2 separate regions of the Rattus norvegicus genome follow, and region 1 is linked to region 2. Evidence: chromatin contacts called from public Hi-C data. All regions are on one chromosome and are shown on one strand. The core of a region is the stretch at or near the end of the contact, and the rest is flanking DNA. Distances in the headings are between cores, read along the strand shown.

Region 1 (5,999 bases), core at 1,035-3,534, 46 kb after region 2:
ATCGGGTACCAATCTTTATAAGTTTACCTTTTCCCACCATTAAAGGTTTAGAAGTACGAAGGATCAAAGGAACGGTGACGAATCTCACACTAGGGTATATGCAGAGACTGTGAGCCCTGGCTTTGGAACCCCACAATTCTCAGAACACTGGATATTGCTATATGGGGGACGGAATAGACTGAGCAAGTCAGTAAATGGTCAGATAGAAAAGGAGATGATAGTTCAGGGTCGTGATGAAAACGAATCAGGGATGTGCACAGTTGCCAGGATGAAGGGTGAGTAAGAGTCAGCCTCAGAGACAGAGGAGGCCTTCAGCTGGAAAGCAGGGAGAGACCATCAGAGACACACAAAGAACATGGTGCTGCTCCACCCCTACAGAGTGGGAATGTGTTGATTTTGTAGACATATGGGTGACACCACTTTGAAATTTTGCTTTTCACCTCTTCCTTTACCAACAAACCAAATGCTAGTTCTGGCTTTGTAGCTAATGCTGGTCAGAGAAACAAATATGGAAAGAGACCTCTCTGCTTTTGGTGCACAGCATAGTTGGTTGGAGCTTGTGAAAGGTATGCCAAGAGAGGAAGTGATTTTAGGCAGAGTGGAAATTTGCCAAGTAGAGAAAACAGAGTTGTTGACCTGGCAGAGAAAACACATTGATTGCATGTGTGTAAGAAACCGCCGAAAAACTTTCAGGGGCAGGCATGCTCAGGATGTAAGGGAGGAGTCCTAGAAACATTTGGCAAGTTTGCAGTAGGCACTTAGTATGAGCCCATCTCCACTGAAGACCCAAATCAGAAGATAATACCATCCCAGGCCTCAGGAAGTTCAGGGTCTTAATGACGGTAGGCAGTCCTAGGAGCGGAGTCTACATACAGCATTAAAAACCCTATCAGAGACTTAGTGCTAGGAAAAAAATTTTCATTCTTCTGCAAGAAGTGGGGTAGCTGGGCCAGGGAGAACAGTGGAGAACAGTGGCCTCTCCTGGGCAGGCATGGGTAACGTCTAGAAAGCATAAAAACCAACGTTGAGTAAAAGGATGTGTGTGGTCTGGGCAGGGACCTGGGAACAGAACAAAGTGTCTGGAGGGAGGGTGCCTACAAAGCAAAAAGCTACTGGTTTAGGGTCTGATGCCAGGCTGCAAGGACCAAGGAAAGCCTAAATCCATGTTTTATACAGCAAAGGTGGTGTGGGGTGAGCATTTATGGGGGCTGCTTGTGGCATGCCCCATAGAAGACAGGCTGAGGGAGAACACCAACTAGGGCAGCAAAGGATAATGCCAGGTGGCCAGTTTGCACCAAGTTACCTCCTACAAGGTACCAGTTATCGATGTCTTGAGCATGGAAAATGGCAACATGGTCTCCGCATGTTAAAGTGTATAGCATCAACAAGCATCAGAAGTGGAGAGCCGGATTGGCTGGCCTCCTAGTTCCCTTTTGCATTGAGGGGACTTGCTCCGGATAGCGACTTGTGTAGACTTCTGAGCACGATTATGTGCCAGAGTAAGCAAAGCCCCCATCCTAGGAGCAGATGGTTTCCTCCGCCTGGGGTCCTGTAAGGATGGTGAGGCTGGAATGAGGGAATGGGAGATTCAAGCGAGACTGGCAGAAATATGAACAGGGCAAGTTAACCGCTTATTTCTTACCAGGTGGTCCCAACACCATCATGTCTTGTTTCTTTTTGTGTATGTTCTCCATTCCCAACCGCTCTGAATAGGCTCAGAGCTCCTAAAACTTGCTATCAAAAGATGTAGCTGGGTGTCTAGTACACCAGCATGCCATTAATGGCGTATTGTGTACTGCAACAATTTTAGTGTGTGGTTTAAAGCAACTTCATAAAAGACAAATTTAAAATTTTATTCGACAGTGAGAAGGGGGCTTCTGGACAAAAGGGACTAAATCGGTTATCATTCCTTTGGAGAGTTTTTCAGCCCTACATGAAGAAGAGAAAACGATGAAAACAAAACCTTTGAGGTTCTACACAGAACAAAAAAACGATGTGTCGCTGAAAGTCAGCAGTTCTGGCGCGGGGGCTCCAAATGACGCCTCCAGGTGCTGACTTTTGAGGGCACCCCCTTCTTGCCCTCCCTGCTGCGGCAGCCGAGGTTCCTTTTGTCTCGGGTGCTTCCCCACCCCGCCCTGCCTGCCAGAGGGAGCTGGCATCGCGCGCCCTCCCCACCGCCCCTGGACCAAGGTTGTTTACTACTTTCTACTCGGAATAACACGCCAATCACCAGGGCCCGCCCTCCCTCTCAGCCAATCGGTTTGTTGGGAAATTCCACCTTTCCAAAGGGCCCAGGCAGTGATTGGCTGGAGGACTTGTCAGTCAAGTGGGCATCCCGCAAGGATGCAGCTGGAGTATTAGGGACGCGATCACCAGAGCCGAGGAGGAGTAACCTTCCCATAAACAAGATGGGGGCCCCCCAAGAAAGCACGGATTGGGGTTGGGAGCTGAAGCCCAGCCCAACCCCGGGGCCCCACCGGAGCCGAGAGGGCCGAGCGCAGAGCCGGGGAATCCCTCCCTCCGCCTCCCGCCCTTGCTGCAGTTGTAAACACGCTTCCCTCCATGTCTGTTTTTCTTTCTCTAACCGTGGCCATTACAGGCTGCTGTTTACAAAAATCCTGCAGGGTAGTGCTGTTCTCTAGGATCCTGTCCTCCATTCCCCTTGCCCCAGGACCCTTTTTCATGCTTTTCTTTTCTTTTCTTCCCGCTGCTAGGCACAAACTGAAGGAATCTATTGGGTCGTGCAAGCTTGTTTTCCTTTTATTGCTGCAAGCAAAGCAAGTCATGCTGTAGCAGCAGCACCATTTCCCAGGAGAACGGGCTGGCTGGAGCACCATGCAACCTAAACAGGCGCCGCTCTAGAAGGACTGGCTGGGCTTTTGTTGTTGTTATTATTATTGGTGGTTTGAGTCAAGCTAAATGTTATTTTGATTCTGCATTTTCTTCCAAAATTCGTCTTGAAATCTATCCCCACTCACAGGTTTGGGATTTACACCACCACCCGGCGCACGCCCCTTTCCATAAAGGCAGTATTGTGTTGAACTAAATGTTTTTTTCTACCTTCTCTGATCTGAATCAGGTTTCCCATTTCTAGCAGCACAATGTAGTTGTATTCTGTGTGGTAGGGGCGTAGTGGACATGAATTATTTGCGACAGGGTTGCCTGAAAGATGTGGGGTGGAATTTGCGTGGCGCGGAACAGTTCCAGTGCCCAAGGTTCTGTTACTCTGGCTCCAAGCAGGAAGCGCAGGCAATATGGCAAAACACAGCACGTGGCATCCCATTCAAAAACGCTCTTTTCTAGAAGCTAGTGTTGCAGAGGACATCTGATCTTGCCTGGCTTTTTTCCCCCTTTCACGAGCAGAAAAACTAACGTATGGAAATTTGTTGTAGATATTTAGTAGGAAATTAAGCCGAAAGACATGGTTTGGAAGTTCTGGTGAGAAGCTGAAGGACCTTGTGGACATGCTTTACAAGATTTACGGTTGTAGGAATTGTAACCTCAACAGAGGAGGCCTCAGACCTCTGGGCTCCTCTGGTCTCACACCCTGCAAAGTTGTGGAACCCTTGAGGACCTTAGGGAACATGCTGAAAGGGAAGGCGGTTGCAGGAAGAAATGTGGGTGGGCCTAGTATGTCCTGGCCAGGATTGGATTCCCAGGAGTAGCTTCCACTACCTGTGTGCGTTTGTGAAAGACTCCAGTTTCCAGTTATGAAAGCCTGACTGGGATCTCAAATGATCAAATTAGTGTGTAACACACAGTTATGGGTAGAGTATACTGAGCCGTCCTCAGGATTTGAGAGGAGAGGTAGCTGTGCAGCGTGTAGTAAGAGGAAGTTACGAAGGCCAGAGCTGGGGCAGAGTTCTGCCTCAGGGCTACAAAGTTCCTGGCATCATTCCCCCACCTTATGAAGTTACAAACTCGGCAAGGGATTGAAGGCAGAAAGACACCGTAATGAAGTATGTCGTAATGGTGTGTGCGCCAGCTCCCGTCCCTTATTAGCTGTCTCGTCCAGGCCAAGTAAGCTCACCTCTGTTAGCCTCCTTGTCCGCTGCCTGAAAGGAAAGCAGTGATATCTGTGCATGGCTGTGAGGGCTCAGTGACCTTTGCCATGCAGTAGTCTCGGTACCAGCCTGGACCCACCACAGAGCCTGGGACTCCCGACAGATCATCTTGCCCCTCCTTCTGTTCTGTGACCCTTCAGTCAAGCCTCCCGCTTACTCAGGGCTCATCTTTTCCTGGTTATTTGTGTTGCCCACTCCTTCCTGGCCAAGTCAGCCTGTTAATTTTTCCATGCCAACAGCTTCCGAGTGCCAGGAAGTCACGTCTGGATAACCAAAGTATGTTTTCCTGTAGGAGAGTGCCAGGGTGCCAAGTGGATTCCTCAGTTGTGCATGCAGAGCTGGGGGAGGGGTGACGAGGCCTCGCTGTGCTCCTCCACCATGTCTTCAGATGAGTTTTGAATCACGAGTGAAATCTTGACTTAATCCCCTGGCTTTCATAAGCATGGCAGAGCAGTGGCCCCGGCCTGGCTCTCAGTTCTTCCTGACCTGATTTCACCCTGCCTCTGCCTGTGTAGACCTACCACTGTGCTACCTGGCTCCTGTGATGAGGATCTGTTGTTCCTCCCCAGTGCTGGAATGGGCTCTTCGATGCCAGGCTGGCCCGCTTTCTAGAACGACTTCCTCAAGCTGACCCCTCCACTTTCTGTTTCAGTAGTACCTTTGTCCTTATCAGACCTGCCACTGCTTAAGGCACAGTGGTGTCCTTCTTACTGTGTGTCCTTCTGTGATCCCATGGTTTTCTTCCCACAGAAGGTAGAGGTTTTCTCTGTGCCCCAGGCCAGAGTGAACGAAATCTGTCTGTCTCTATTCCCTCTCAGCATAGTTTTGATGCCTGGAATTCAGGTCTGACCCTTCTTTCTTAATCTGGAGCAAAAGTGATAATACCTCTTCCTTGGGGAGTTGTAAGGATTAACTGTGCCTGGCTTCAAGTTTATACCTGACAGGCACCCGGGAAGGGGGGAGAGTTATTGTAAGTGTTGTCTTTTTGTCATCCATAGATGGAGATGTTAGTAGCTGTAGAGGTCTGCCAAAAGAATGGCTGAGAATTATGTAAATCAGGGATCTGATTACTGCTCCTTTCCCCTTCCCTATTTGGTAAGCCTTTGATAAATCAGAAATCAGCTTTTCACTTAACATGCTAAGCTCAAGAGCTAGTATTTCATCAATGATTTTGTGAAAGCTTTTGGTTCAGGTTCCCGAAGCCCTAACCTGTGGGAAGCAGATCACAGAGACAAGTGCAAGCCACCAGAGGGCAGAGTCAGGAGTTTTTGCTTTTACCTCTGGGGTTATTGGTTTGAAGTTCTGACCAGAGAATGCATGACACTTCCTGGTCTTCTCAAGCTGGTGTTTTTGCATGCAGGCCCGTCCCTGGTGAAGGGCTGGTGAAAGCTGCAGGGTGTGGCCACAGAGTGAATGCATAATGGGCAGAATCCAATGGTTCCTACTGCCACAGTTAGGAGAGCTAGGCTGTGCTGAGCTCTGCCCGGTTCCCTCACCTAAGAAGGAGCCTACTGGCAGGTAGCAAGCCGGTAGGACTCCTGAGCCTTACTCAGCCCTGGTGTGTGGGATGCTTACAAATCATGCCCTTCCCTGAAAGAGATTCATTCAGCCATCCTACAACCAGTTAATAGAGTCAGCATGGTCTGTCATCTCCACCAGAGCTTTTCCATTTATATACCTACAACTCTATATGGTCTGGCAAGTCACTTGGTTTCGCCCAAGGCTTGGTTTCCTCCTCCTTATTGTACAGATAGTATCCAAGTGAAGGGTAGGCAAGATGGTATGTGTAAAATGAAACACTCTGGGCCGCTTTAAAATGAAAACTGATGAACATTAGCACTGACTGTACAGATGTGTAGATCACGCTAACGCCATTCAGAAGGAGCCATTGCCGAGCATGGAGGAGGCTGGGTTGTGGTATACGTACCTGCCTCA
Region 2 (6,168 bases), core at 3,627-6,126:
CAATATGGAAATCCTTATGCATCATGTTATTACATATTAGTATATGTTTCTTTGAAAAAAAAAACCTTTTGTCGTTCTTATTTTAATATGAGAATGAGACTGCCCCCTTCCCTCAGCTCTCTGAGTACCTGAGACTGCTAGCATGTCCCATCGTGCCTGGCTAATCTAAATAGGAAGCTGTGCTCTACGAGCCCTCACTTCTACATGGAACATTCCAGATGTTTGTAGATGACCCCTTTCTATGGTCCATGTTTTCTTTCCAGTAGTTTGCAATACCTAGAGATGGGTTCTGGCGAGTCAACTCCAAGGCCACATTGAGGTTGATAATGCTCCACGAGGACATCTGAAATACAGGCAGTGCTGAAGTCAGGGGCTCTTCAGTGTTTTACATCCGTATCTGCCCCATGACCTGCAGTGGTGCATGATGGGGAGACGTGTTGGGGGCTCACTGTTCGTTGGAGAAGCCCACTGAAGTGCTGTGATGTTGAAAAGAGAACTTAGTGAGCAAGCACTTCCTTGTCTGCTTGCCAACCTAGTGGCCTCTGCCAGGTGATCTGACCTGAGAGTCTTCACGTGAAGTCAGAGATGTGAGTCCTGCAGTTTTCTGTCTCGTGGGGACACTTGCTGATCACACTGGTTGATCGATTTGGTGTGTGTACGTCACACGCATGACTTAGCTGGGGGAGTCTCATGATTGGTGCAGACAGGTGCCTGTTTCTCCTGGGTTTGTTTGCTCACCCTCATGTAAGAACCCCGTCTGTTGAAAGACCACCCTTGTGAGGTGTCTTTGGGAATACACCTGTTTTCCCCTTGTTTGTGGGGTGCTGGATTGAATCTTTCACATTTCTAATGGTCCCCTCTTCATGCGTGGGTCCCAGAGCTCTGTCTGTGTATGGTCTTGTTTGTGGTCAGTGGGCAGCTGTATGACACAAGCTTGCTCCCTTTTTTTGTGGGTGGGGTTTGGTTTCACGACAGGGTTTCTCTCTGTAGCCCTGGACCTCACTCTGTAGGCCAGGCTGGTCTCCAATTCAGGAAGATCTAACCGCCTCTGCCTCTCAAGCGCTGGGAATAAAGGCTTGGGAACCTCGGCCCATTGTTTCTTTTTAAATAGTGACCCAATGTTCCTATTGCATAGACTCTGCATCCAAAACCCACTAGTCCTCAGGCTACAAATGGAATCCTATTTTGTAACTGTGTCCTCCAGGCAGCTGTGATGACTGTCCCATAAGCCCACTCCAGAGGAAGCAAATCCACACACCCTAGTGTTTAGGCATTAGTGTACAGGGGGAACTGCTGGCCCTCTGTCAAATTGGTCATCTGCAGTGACAGTTGTTAAGCTGTTACTTAGTAACATTTTCCTTCTGAACCCTTCCACTGGGTATGACTTGCCAACAGGTGTGGTATTCTCGGGAGCCCAGGATGGGGCTATCAGTGTTGAAGCACTTGCCTAGCATGTGGTAGGCCCTGGGCTCTACCCACAGGATAGAAAACCTGCTGGGTAACTAGGTGCCTGTCACCTGGAATATCACAGTCCCTCCAGGCCCCTCTTCCACATCTCGCTCATAATAGTTGAAAGAGCATCTGTGCGTACAGTATGACTCTTGACAAATATATAGACTGAATACTCTCTTGTACTAACCCAGCCACTGGAGGAGGGTCAGAGACAACAAAGCCAGACCCACGAAAACAGTTACCAAAACAAACGAATAAACAGAGGAGTGCTAGGAGCAAAAGTAAATAGAAGCAGCTTTTAGGGGTGGGGTGGGGACTTCCAGTTGAGTTCTTAGAGATCTTTCAAAATGTAGCTGTTAGTAACTTTGTTCCTTGACAATGTTTTGCATTCGGACTACTCTCACCGGGTTGTCTCTGGGCTTCTCATCTTATCAGCGTTTTCCTTCCCCTCTCTCATTCATCTCTTCCCCTCCCCTCCCCTCCCCTCCCCTCCCCTCCCCTCCCCTCCCCTCCCCTCCCCTCCCCTGCTGTCCTCTCTGGTCCCCCTCCCCTTCTGTTTCTTCCCCTCCTCTTTCCTCCCCTCTCCCTCTCGCTTTTCCCACTCAATTTAACCAGGAGTGTGTGAGTGGGTTTGGATATATCCGTTGGAACCTGGTGGGCTCAGCAGTGGTTATTCTCCAAGTCCTTTGCCCTCCGATGTGGGGAAGAGCCTTAAGGTGAGAAAATCTAGTGGGCTCGCTCCCTCCCTCACTCCACAAATATTTATTGAGCACCTGTCTGTGCCAAGCCCTGCTCCAGTGCCAGTGACACAGTGGGGTACGTGGCAGGAGGCGAGCTGCTCTTGTATGTGTGATGTTTAGAGAGTGTCCGGTGTCTGTTTAGGTAGAGACTTCAGAAAGGGGACAAAGGACCTTCACAGGAGGCGTGGGAAAGGGAGATGCTAAAAAGCCTGTGTCCCGAGAGTCACAGAGGGAGCCCTGAGACGGTGGATTGCCTTGGGCGCTGAAGAGAAGAAGATAGTAGGTTCTGAGCCGTATTGTGTGTTCACTGGACAAGAAGACTGTTGATCTCAGGAAGTTTCTGGAAGGAGGCTGAGGCCCTCCAGTAGGGCAGAAATAAGTCTTAGGCCAGGATGGTAGTTCCAAGAATTGGGAGAAGGGGCCAGAGCCCAGATGCGGACTGTACTAACATGTAGAATTGCCCCTCAATAGCCCAGGGGGAGTAGACTTTGAATGTTACTTTCTGTTCCTGCGGGAAGTTTTTATATCTTCAGGTAACTGTGGCCACGTTTCCACTGTTTAAGAAACGTGTTGATGGTTAATACAGGATTTTAACCAGGGGGTCAGGTTATTTGTGCTTTAGAATTCTCTGACCCCGAATCCAAAGAGTAATTCGTGGACAACGTCATAGGTACCTGTTTCCTTTACCTAGAAAGTTCATGTTCATGGCCACAGAGTCCACAGGTCTCCAGGAGCGCTCTTAAAGGACAGCCAGCAAGTCTAAGACAAGTTTCAAAACAAAACTCCAAACTGCTTCAGGCTCTGGTCTAGTTCCTCATAAAGCTTGGCATAATTCCTGTCAGACTTGTTTATTTTTTTTTCTCAGCTTGCTATCTTGATATTTTTGCCTTTGAAGAAGTTATAGAATTATTGCAATTTAATCACAGACATGTATTCTACAAGATCTATTTGATATCTCCTGATTACTTTCATGTCGCTTGGGCCTTCAGTCTTGGATAGAAGCATGAGGCTGGGGAGCTAATCTCCGTGCTCTGGGAGATATGCGTGCTTGGTCCCAGCACTGTGGGGCAAGATGGGTACCCTGTTCTGGAAATGTAGCATGCTTTCCCCATTAATACTAATCCAGAAAACCACCATTTGTATTTGGGCCTATTTCAAGGTTGGACAGTAAGTATACTGAGTTTAATTAATTGATAGTCCCATTAACTATGGGGATTCCTGACTGTCCTTAGAACTTGGTACTTCCCAGTCAAAAACAAACAAACAAACAAAAAAAATAGCCTCCCTGGGTTGTGGAGAAGGCAAAAGCCAGGCTATGAGGGTAGCCATTTAAATAGGCCTAGGTTTGGGGATGGATCTGTAGTCCTGAGGGAACATGGTGATTGCCATTAGGAAAAACATATATATTAAGAATTGAGATAGCTCTTTAGCTTCTCAGATTTTTTACAGCCTACAGAAGGTTTAGATGAAGTGATATCAACATAAAAACAGCCACTATTTAAAAAATGCATCTTCTGGGAAATATATTGCCTCCTTCAATGCACTTTGGCAACCTGTAATAAGCTGGCAGCCCCTGTTTTACTAAGAACTTTTTAATAAAATGGCAGGAAAGGAAAAAAATGGAAGGTGTACCAGCAGATAGGAGTTCCTTTAATAACACAGTGGGTGTTGGGGTTAGTGTTAGAACCACCCAGGCAGGCAAGCAGCTCTGAGAAATGTCCTAGTAGCCTGTGCCTGGCTTGACTAAGAGACCAGCTGCCCTAGAGGGCCCTGCAAACTTCCCAGAGGACGCAGAGGCCGAGCTGGTGTCTGAGCACTTCTCTTTGTTTCGGTTGTTTTCGATCTGTCTTGGAAAATACGGACACAAACCCAGTCCCAGTCCCTACAGCTGCTTGGGCTTTTTATGAATGAGGCCCAGAAGGGGGAGGAGAGGGCTTGCATTACACCAGCCGTTGGGTAATACAATTCATTCACTCTCTGCCATCCAGTCCAGGCTTTTGTTTTAAAGGAAATGACTTGTTTATTTGACAATTCAGATTAGCCTCCCCCTGAGCCCCCCTCCTCCTGGACTTCAGTAAGTTCAAACACTAAAGCTTGTGTTTTTGAGCGTTTGCTCAGTTTATTTGGGTGAAATATTAGGAAAGGTTGATTAAGAAGGGGAGAGGCCTTGTCACCTTGGGGGATCTTGGTTACTCCTCCTTCCCTCTGCTATCGAAGAGGAGAAGCCACGCAGTCTCTTTACCCAGCCTTCAGACCTTTGGGAGCCACTGGAGTGGAGTCTTTTTGGCAAGGTGCTATCCCCTGAGGCCTTCGCAGATCTAAATGTGCCTTCTTACCCTGTGTCCTGGCATGCTTCCATCTCCTGCACTGACATTTCTTTATCTGTGGCATTTAAGGCCCCATTCTTGTGGCCACTAAAATCTGAATTGGAAAGTGTGTGACAAGGGCTGGTCCTCTCCCCACCATTGCTTCCTGCTAGGGGACGAACAAAGAGACCGGCCATTGTCCTGAGCATAAGTGACCCTCTGTCAAAACAAACACCAGTAGAAAGGGGCAGCCTTCGAGTGGGCTCAACACTGGGCTGCATTTCCTCACAAAGAGCACTGTGAGGTCAGAAGGGACCATTCCTTGATGACCATCCTGGGTGTGGAGACATACCACTTCCATTCACAGTACAGATCTGCTGGCCATCTCTGCCACCCTCAGGCACTGGTGTCTGGTTTGTGTCCATGACCGCATGTTTGGGAAAGCACATTCTCTATGAGGCATTATTACCACAACACACACTCTCACACACTCTCTCTCCCTCTCTCCCTCTCTCCCTCCCTCTGTCCCTCCCTCTCTCTCTCTCTCTCTCTCTCCCTCTCTCTCTCTCTCTCTCTCTCTCTCTCTCTCTCTCTCTCTGTGTCTGTCTGTCTGTCTGTCACAAAAGTTAAGGACTCTGTTATGTAAGTCAGATACCAAATAATAGTACAAGAAGTGACCCTGGGTATCCTCAACTTTTAAGTCCCACGAACCTCTCTGAGCTCCATTGCTAGCAAAAAGACTGTGTTTTAGGGCATCTACCAGCTGGTTGCCGCAGACAGAGAACATCCAGATGTTAATGGACTGACTACGCACGTTGCCTTTTCTGCCCATGCTCTGATGCTGCATTAACACACTTGGTGGTGAACTGAAGCACCATGCAAAGGGTAGACACTCAGCGTAGTCACTTTTCCTAGTAACCATGGTTTTAACTCATGCGCGGGGTCCCATTATCACAGACAGGACCTTTCCAAACCCTTAATACTGTAGTTGTTCTGAGTTGTTCTTAGGTTTTCTTGCAGGGAAAGCTGAGGTACATGGCAGGGTGGTTGTGAGCCATCTCACTACAGGTGTAGGTTGTCTGGGAGGGAATGCTATGTCAGCTTGATAGCTGCATCTCATGTATCTTCCTGGCCAGTTTATCTTTCTGGATGATGTGAGTGAGGCATACAGTGTGTACGAACTCTGCCTTGCTGCTGTGGATAGAACTTGGGAGGAAGACAGTGGCAGCGGCTGCTGCTGCATGTGGCTGCTGGAAATTGAACTCAGGACCTCTGGAAGAGCTATCTCTCCAGCCCATGCTTCCTATAACCTAGAGTGAACATCTGGACTAGAGTAGCTGGAGTGAGTTGACAGCAGGATGTGGCTGGTGATTCTAATACAAAGTTCTAACCCTATTCTTACAGCTGTCGGCCCCAGATCAGAGACCAGACAGGAGATAGAGCAAGATCATGAATACTTCCCCTATAGTTTCTTGGTCATAAGTGTGTGTGTGTGTGTGTGTGTGTGTGTGTGTGTGTGTGTGTGTGTGTGTAGTACAAGGGCTATAATGTCATTCTTTTGCACATGGATACCCTCTTTTCCAAGTATCATTTTATATACATACATACATACATACATACATACATACATACATACACACACACACACACACACACTCTCTCTCTCTCTC

Evidence for each region. A called contact is a pair of places that touch in the nucleus more often than the background predicts.
Region 1: a Hi-C map of Schwann cells shows a contact between it and region 2, with 3 times the contacts expected there. The contact joins two enhancer-like sites. A contact is called at or near these places in 2 of 12 Hi-C or Micro-C datasets (Schwann cells and kidney).

Annotation. Positions count from the first base shown.
Region 1 is chr1:131,140,332-131,146,330 of GRCr8, forward strand. All of the region lies in intron 2 of Igf1r (insulin-like growth factor 1 receptor), which reads left to right. Among named protein-coding and RNA genes, the nearest start is that of Pgpep1l, 140 kb to the right of the region's middle. Within about 2 kb of position 2,285, at least 85 of the 93 cell types and tissues checked have an H3K27ac peak or open chromatin away from gene starts, as enhancers often do. A contact at or near this core is called in Schwann cells, where this site is marked.
Region 2 is chr1:131,092,010-131,098,177 of GRCr8, forward strand. The region is part of intron 2 of Igf1r (insulin-like growth factor 1 receptor); the gene reads left to right. Among named protein-coding and RNA genes, the nearest start is that of Igf1r, 140 kb to the left of the region's middle. Within about 2 kb of position 4,877, at least 45 of the 93 cell types and tissues checked have an H3K27ac peak or open chromatin away from gene starts, as enhancers often do. A contact at or near this core is called in Schwann cells, where this site is marked.